Regions from separate parts of the Anas platyrhynchos genome. Here region 2 is linked to region 1. The links are chromatin contacts, called in public Hi-C maps. All regions are on one chromosome and are shown on one strand. The core of a region is the stretch at or near the end of the contact, and the rest is flanking DNA. Distances in the headings are between cores, read along the strand shown. Region 1 overlaps RAB11FIP4 (RAB11 family interacting protein 4). Region 2 overlaps LOC101798301.

The links. Hi-C and Micro-C count contacts between places; a contact is called where the count stands out from the background.
Region 2: a contact with region 1 is called in a Hi-C map of skeletal muscle, with 5 times the contacts expected there. The contact joins two enhancer-like sites. A contact is called at or near these places in 4 of 8 Hi-C or Micro-C datasets (liver, skeletal muscle and subcutaneous adipose tissue).

What each region holds. Positions count from the first base shown.
Region 1 is chr19:5,999,001-6,002,742 of IASCAAS_PekinDuck_T2T, forward strand. All of the region lies in intron 2 of RAB11FIP4 (RAB11 family interacting protein 4), which reads left to right. Among named protein-coding and RNA genes, the nearest start is that of RAB11FIP4, 46 kb to the left of the region's middle. Within about 2 kb of position 1,486, at least 2 of the 8 cell types and tissues checked have an H3K27ac peak or open chromatin away from gene starts, as enhancers often do.
Region 2 is chr19:6,264,695-6,268,409 of IASCAAS_PekinDuck_T2T, forward strand. All of the region lies in intron 3 of LOC101798301, which reads right to left. Among named protein-coding and RNA genes, the nearest start is that of UTP6, 27 kb to the right of the region's middle. Within about 2 kb of position 1,522, at least 1 of the 8 cell types and tissues checked has an H3K27ac peak or open chromatin away from gene starts, as enhancers often do.

The DNA.
Region 1 (3,742 bases), core at 236-2,735:
TAAATTTTACTAAATATAGCCTGAGATCATAAACAAGTCTAAAACACCATTAAAGATCCAAGGGTAGATGAAGTAAAAAAGCTATTGGTCTCAGGAAAAATGCCAAGAACCAACTTTATTCAATTAGGTAGCCAGATTTGATTTCCCATAGTATTAAAGTTGTTTAATTGCCCGTGAAAATTGCCTGACACAGCATGGGTTAATTCTCCTTCTTGGAACATTTGCAGGAAACCACTTTGCTGCAGTTGTGTTTATTTGCAGCCAGAGTGTCTGTTTGCAAATTAACTGTCTGCTAGAGTGTGAAAAACATTTTTTTAAATGAAACTGAAGGTAAATATCTAAAAATATGTGGTAAGGGAAGTCATGTCTGGCATCCTGAGCAAACAGAAAATGTTAAAGGTTCACGTCCTCCCCTTCAGTGACTTGGAAAACACTTGCATCATCTTTGCTTAGGGTTAAAGATGAGCCTGTCCTGCCTCTGTGAGAGCCAGCACTGCCTTTTGTGAGGTTACTAGCATTAGTTTGGTATTTTCCAGAAGTACTTGTGTTTTCACAAAAGGAGAGGATAAATGATCTAGTGGTTATGATGCTTAGATTTCTTGTTCTGCAGCGTCTTCCTCTTACCAGAGTGCGGGCAGTTGTCTTTTTACTTCAGTTTGCCCCTGCAAATAATTGCCAGATTGCAGGTTGTTCCCCACTGCAGTTCTGGCCAAAGGCACCGTGTACACTTCTGCTTTTGGCATACTTTGGATAAATGTGTTTTTAACTTCAGTAATTTTGACAGAATCAGATTAGAGAGTGACCCAGTGCTTTGGTGAATGAGAAGTGACACACGCCGCTGTCTTGAGCAGTCTTTTGACGGACACAAGAGCAGCCGGCTCTGTGCTGGCTCACCGTGTGTCTCTAGCCAAAGAAACTTCAGCAGCCTCACCACTCTCCTGTGGTTTGGTAACTGAGTTCCTCCTCCAGATATGAGGTTGCTCCTAAACTCTGTCACCCTGCACAGTGATTTATACAATGCACGGCCCTGCAGGAGTGTTCTCCACAGAGGGCATCCTTTTGCACAGCTGTAGAAAATATAGAAGGACTTGAAACCACCCTTGGGTTAGCTCTTCGCCTCCATTCGCTGCCTCACTGACTGCAGTGGAGCTGGGTCTCCTTGCCAAATGTTGCCCAGAAATGTGAATGAGGAGATTTTCCCAGCCATAACAAGGGCGAGAGCACACTGAGCACGTTAAAATCTTGTGATACAAGTAGGCATTCAAATGAAATATCTCTAAACAGCCATAGAAGTGGCTTTCAGTTTTATTGTTTCCTGGAAAATGAAATTATAGCAACAATGGGACAGCTCAGTGCAGGAGGTCCTTAAAGTAGCCAGGAAGTATCCGTTCATGTATTTGCAGTGGGTTATTTATGGACAGACTAGCCTTGGGTGCATACTGCTGCATGGCTTGAAATACTGATCATGGCAGTTCTGCAAGCCCGGGCAAAAATGTTTGTCCTCAAGACAGATACTGGCAGAAAGCACCCTGTGTGCCTGACCAGACAGCTCCCTATACAAGCTGCTGTCCAATGCCTTCGTGTTTCCACACTGAGATGTGCCAGAGTAAACCTTGTTTTTTTTCCTGTTTCCTTTCTGGACTGTGACACTTTCATTTTGCTCACTGGCATTTCCCAGGCTGCAAGCCAAAATATGTTCAGGTAATAAGAAGACATGTGAACAGTATTTGAGACACTGCAGGTTAATTCAGTTCCCTTCTTATGGTATGCCCCTTGCGTAAACCTCTTGGAGTACTTGCAAAATTCAAATCATCCTCCAGATATGGGAAACAAAAGGTGAGATGTGTTAGCAGTGTTGCAAAAAAACACTGGACAAGAAAGGCTTCTTTACCAACTGCGTGCCAAAACCCAACGTCCTGGTGGTAGGGGCTGGGCCCTGGGGAAAGAGCAGCACCACAGCCCTCCATTGTTAGGGGTGACAGTTTGTGTCTTGATAGGGAAAATGAGCAACGAAACATTTATTTGTTACTAAACCTAGTTCTTAAGTGGGGTGAAAACGGTGGCACAATCCTAAGCTTCTTGCAGCCATTGGCATCTTTCCATGGTTTGCTGGATGGTGGATGAGGTCCAGCAAGGTGGCAGCAGTGTGTTTGAGTAACCCTGAAGGAGAATGGCCTCTCAGCAGTTTCTTTTCTTCTTCTCCTTTTGCCGGGTGTAATAACATGCAAATCTTCCCAGCAGGATGAGGGGATCCAAGCTGCCACGCCAGCACATTAATTGCACTCAGCAAATGTCTCCCACGGGGGACGCTGGTTGCTGCACGCTCAAACGTCTTCCCAACAAAAAGTCACCTCTGCAGGAGGAGGTGGTCTCAGGTGAACCTGAGTCTGTCCTGACTCTGTCAGTTGCATTGGAAATTTGGTCTGTGATTTCAATAAAAGGAAGATTTGGCTCCGTTTGCCAAATGGAGCTCTTCAGCTCGGTAAACAAATTGGATTAAGTGCCTGGTGATGTTCTGGAAATGGCTCAAATGCTTGATTGGCTTCTGCGGTTCTGGCCCAGGACACGAAAGCCTGTGCCAGATGGCTCTCTGAAGAAGTGGCTAGGGCTGCCCCAAGTAGGTTAGGTATGGAGGAGACGGTGCTTTTTCTCCTGTGTTTTTTTCTGAGTAAATTATAGGTTTGAATTTAAATGGTCAAGGGCTATCATGAAGAGATGGACCTTAATGGTCAAGGAAAATGAGTAACTGTGATCAGGAAAAATCTCAGATAAGAACTGGGCAGCAAAGAGGGGACACAGAAGACCTTGCAGCTAAACTCCAGATTAGAGAGGTTTAAGATGCCCCTTGGTTTTGGTAGTTAAATCCCTCTTGCACCTTTGAAAACCTTTGAAAGCCTTTGTAACTTTTGCCCACCAAAGAAAAAGGTTGGGGAAGGTGGTACGCTTATCTAACAGGCTTAAGCAAAGGCTGACAGCTTAGAAGTCTTTAGCTAGAAGCACTGTTAGTACAGCTGAAATAGGAAAAATAAGGCCTAACCTTATAGCTGAAGATATAGCTGGGAATTTTTAGAACTGTGTAAACACGTCTCCTTCATTACACAAATCTACATCCACTGCTGTGTAGCACTTGGCATTTATTTTCCTTTTTGCTGGAGATAACTCACTTTAACGAGTACGTGCTCCATATCATGCAGAGAGCATTTAGCAGAGCAAGCAGTCCGTACATGTAAAGACTGTCACAGTGGGTGCTGGCATGAGGTAGTTTGATGAGTAATAAGTTTTTGTTATAAATGTCAAAAGGTACAAATAGTAAATTGAATTCTCTGTAAGAGGACTAGAAAGTGCCCTTAGTCAAGCACAGGCTGACAAACATAATGCTAAAGCCGGGAGAAAGAAATGGACCATGGGCAAGTGGGAAATGTGACAGCCACAGGCATGCCAAGTTATGTAGAAAGATGCTGTCTCAAGGCAAAAACGTTTAATATTTTGCCTCTTTTCAGAAGGTAAATAACCTCTTTGGATTGTTATTCCCATGTGAGCTCCTCTTTGGGAAGCGACAGCAACACAATTCTTGCTTGCTGACTTCTCCAGAAAAGTAAAAAAAAAGCACACCACGTCACTGGCTTCATCCACCTGGTGGTGCCTCTGGCATACATCTGTGGGTAGGAGACAGGAAAACACATCGACCCCAATGTTGGGCATCCTCCATCCTGTCACCTTCCCTGTTAGGTACTCACTTCTT
Region 2 (3,715 bases), core at 272-2,771, 270 kb after region 1:
ATATAGTCTTAATTAAAACTGATCAATCTGTCAAAGCCTGGAAGAGATTACAGACATGTCTGATCGGTGGCTGCTCTATAGTTGTACTTCCTAATCTGACAAAACAAAATGTAAGCTATACAGGTTTTCTAAAGATAGGTCTTTTCCTTGTATTTTAGCATTGTCTGGCTACTTTCTCTCTTTTCTATCACTATACTTCTGGATAATCAGAAGCCAAAATAAAGCTTTTCCTTGCAACAGTCTGGGGAGGACAAGTGCTAGGCCTGCTTGAACAAAAACTGGGGAAGCCCTGGGAGTCCATTAAAAACTTGATTGAAACTGTCAGGCTGATGGCACAGTAGCAGCTAACCTGCACAGTAAGAGGGCACAGATGCACTGCAGGCAATTTGGTGTTTTTATTTATTTAAACCACATGATGTTTCCAACCCTCAGAACGTGTTCAGGCAGCAGATTGAAGTGTGCCAGAAAATTGAACCTTAAGACACACTGCTATTGGTGAATAAGCTCTTTCAGAAATACGCCCTGGATGGACCTAAAAATGTACTTGCAAAGATGCATATGGGAATCATTTTGTTTTCACAAATAACTGTCTTGACTGCATGTTGCAGAACTGTGAGGGCTTTCAGCTATTTTCAAAACTGCCTGTAGGATTTAAATAGCAAGTTCCCTATTTATTACCGTGAAGAAGAGGATATGGACACTGATGACTGACAAATTCACATTTTAATCCCTTTCTTCTCTGAGTACGCAATTACATCGAATATTCTTACATCACCTCAAGAACACACAGACAATAAAGGCTCTTACATGGTAGATGGACCTAGAAGTATCAGACTCAAAAGAAACTTCCTCCACTCAGCTCCTGATTACCCTCAGGAAGGTTGGTACAATGACCACCTGCAGATTTCATCCAAAATAAACGTTTTTATATAAGAAATACTAGACGTTACGTACGCATCCAAGCTGTAATAAAACTTGCAGTTGATATTACCTCACCATTTGTTTTTCAACTTCACTTGAGGAAGCCTTTGGGCACTTCTGACACAAGGACAGGAGAACCCCACAAACAGGTGATGAATCTGGCCATAAGCAGTGCACTGGAGACCTACATCCTCCTCCTCTGTGTCTGAAGCAGGCTGAAAGGAATCCTCATGCACCTCTCCAGCCTAACCCACAACGGACAGAGCCATGAGGAAGGGGGTAGGGAATTGTGTCACCAGGAACGTCACGTCTTGGCCAGATGTGCACACTCAAAAACTTACTGAAAGCTTTTATGTATCCTGATAGATTGTTTTCCTGAAGGAGAAAGCTTTGCAGCTGTAAAGCAAATAAACTTAATTTAGCAAATACTCTCCCTCCAACGCTTATTTACAGACACTAATGCACATCTTAAAAATTGTTTTAAACCATAAGCAGAAACTCCAAAATGGGTAAACAAAAAAAGGTTTGATAACATGCAGAAAAGGCATGTCCACAGCAAGAAATCCGTCTTTGCATAACAACCCTAGAGGACACGATAAGATATGCTCAAGTGCATACCCTTTTCTTCTCAGTATAGGACAACCCCCAACAGAAGTAAGCTGTGTAAGCAGCACTCAATCTTTGGCCTCTGCTGGGCAGATGTGCTGTTGGGGCAGGACAGATGCCAAGATGACAGAGCAAAACACTTTGGGTTTATTTCCTTTGCTTCACATGGTGCTGTTTTTATAACCTCACTAATATTGTTATTTGTTGAGCTCGGGGAGGAAAGCTGCATAGGAATTGTCAAACAGGATCTCACCAGAGGGCTTACGTCCATCCCTTCGTAGTAGAAATAACAGGCTATACTTTCCGACAGATGTGCTAATATTCTGCAGGAATTGGTCACAACATTGACTGTGCCAGCACCTGCAGCTTCAGAGGAAATGAGCCCTAACGGAATAATAACGGCGTATCTGGCCATAAAAGCCATTCCTTCCAAACTTTTCATATGCTAGTCAAGGTGTACTTTACAGCAGAAATGTTTGGAAGCGAGAGACTAATTTGAAGACCAAGTGGGCATAAGCCACTCATATAAACCCAAACGCACACAAACACAACCATGTTCTCTCAGTATCACACATGAGACCCCCAGTGGTATCTGTTTGAGGTTTATCCACAGTCAGCGAGCCGCCCTGAGCTGTACTTGTCTTCCCAGCCAAAGGATGGTCACCCCTGCCCTACGGTATAGACCTGAAGAATAAAATTTAATGAGATTTAATTCAAAGGTGTCATCGTATAAAAGTGTGTGCTTGGGGAACAGCTATATTTCTGGCTTTTCTGATTCCTCATAGCAACAATTCCACCAACTAATTCATGCAAATAAAAAGCACTTTTTGAAGTACTATTTCATTATTTACTGAAAGAAGGGAGGAAAAAAAAAGTCTTTGAAGTGAAAGGCACTGCCATCCTGGAGCTAGGGAAGCTTTGGTAACTATAGCAACATTATAATTTCCATTATAAATTTTAATAGATAGTTAATTTGGCAAATCACATGCTGGAATTCAAGCCATTTTTTCCAGCGAACCCGGACTTTTCAATACATGAAGCTATTCATGTTTACAAGCAGTTGCCTCTAAAACGCTCTACAACACAGCTGCCTTCCAAACATAATTTTTATATCAGCCTTGACAAAGAAAGTTTGATAAGTGGATTCTACTTCTGCTATTATTGCCCTTGACAATGTTTTTTTCCTTCTGAAACCAAGTGAAGTGTTTGCAAATGCTCTTTTTTTTTTTTTTTTTTTCCTTTTTTTCGGAAGACAGAACAGGCAACGTTCAGTGGGGACTAACTCATATACTGTTAAAGTAGTTCAAATACTTTGTCTTCCAAATCCTGATCAATATCCAAGTTATTTTAAAAGTACATAGCTGTATGGATAGGAGATTAATGAACAAAGTTGGCTATGAGCTATGACAGAATGCTTTATCAGGGTGAAATTCACCTACAAAAGACTTTCTGAAATTCACTGAAGAAGGTAAGACTGCTAAGCAAGAAGAAGCATGCTGTTTATTACTAGTGAATTTGATGAGGCATTCAGGCATGGAGACTTCCTCTATCACTGCAAAATAAGCTGCATTCCTCCCTTGTATACTACACACTGTAAAAAGCTTGAAAACAAGCAACTATCTCAAAAATCCAGATTTTTCTTAAGATAATTAAGATGAATCTTAAACATGATAGACTCTCCACCCATTCCAACCCTTTCTACCTATCCAACCCATCCCAATCATCCAATCTATTTGCTTGGTAGCCCAACACTACTCAGCCAGGAGGGTCACTACATGGCACAGCTTACTGCAACCACCAAGGCTGCTGCTTCCCAGTGAATTTCAGCTCCATATTCATTCTTCATGCAGAAAATTTCATGTTCCCCTAGCACAACATTATTACTACGAAATCGAGACGGCAGTAGTCAGCCTTCGGTGTTCAAACCCAGATTTCCTCACCCCTACTGCTAGCTCCTACTCTTGAGATTAAGGTTTAGCAAAACCCTGGTAAACCAGACACAAGCTAATTAAAAAGCAAAAAATACCCCCAAAGAGCTGAAAGCCTCCTGTGCACATGCAGAGTCAAGAAGAGCCAAAAGGCATCAATATACTTGATGTCAACACATGAACTGCTTAACTTTAGGAACACCTGTTCTACATGTGGCTTCAGAAGAACCAACAGCTTTGAATACTCTTACCTTGCACTT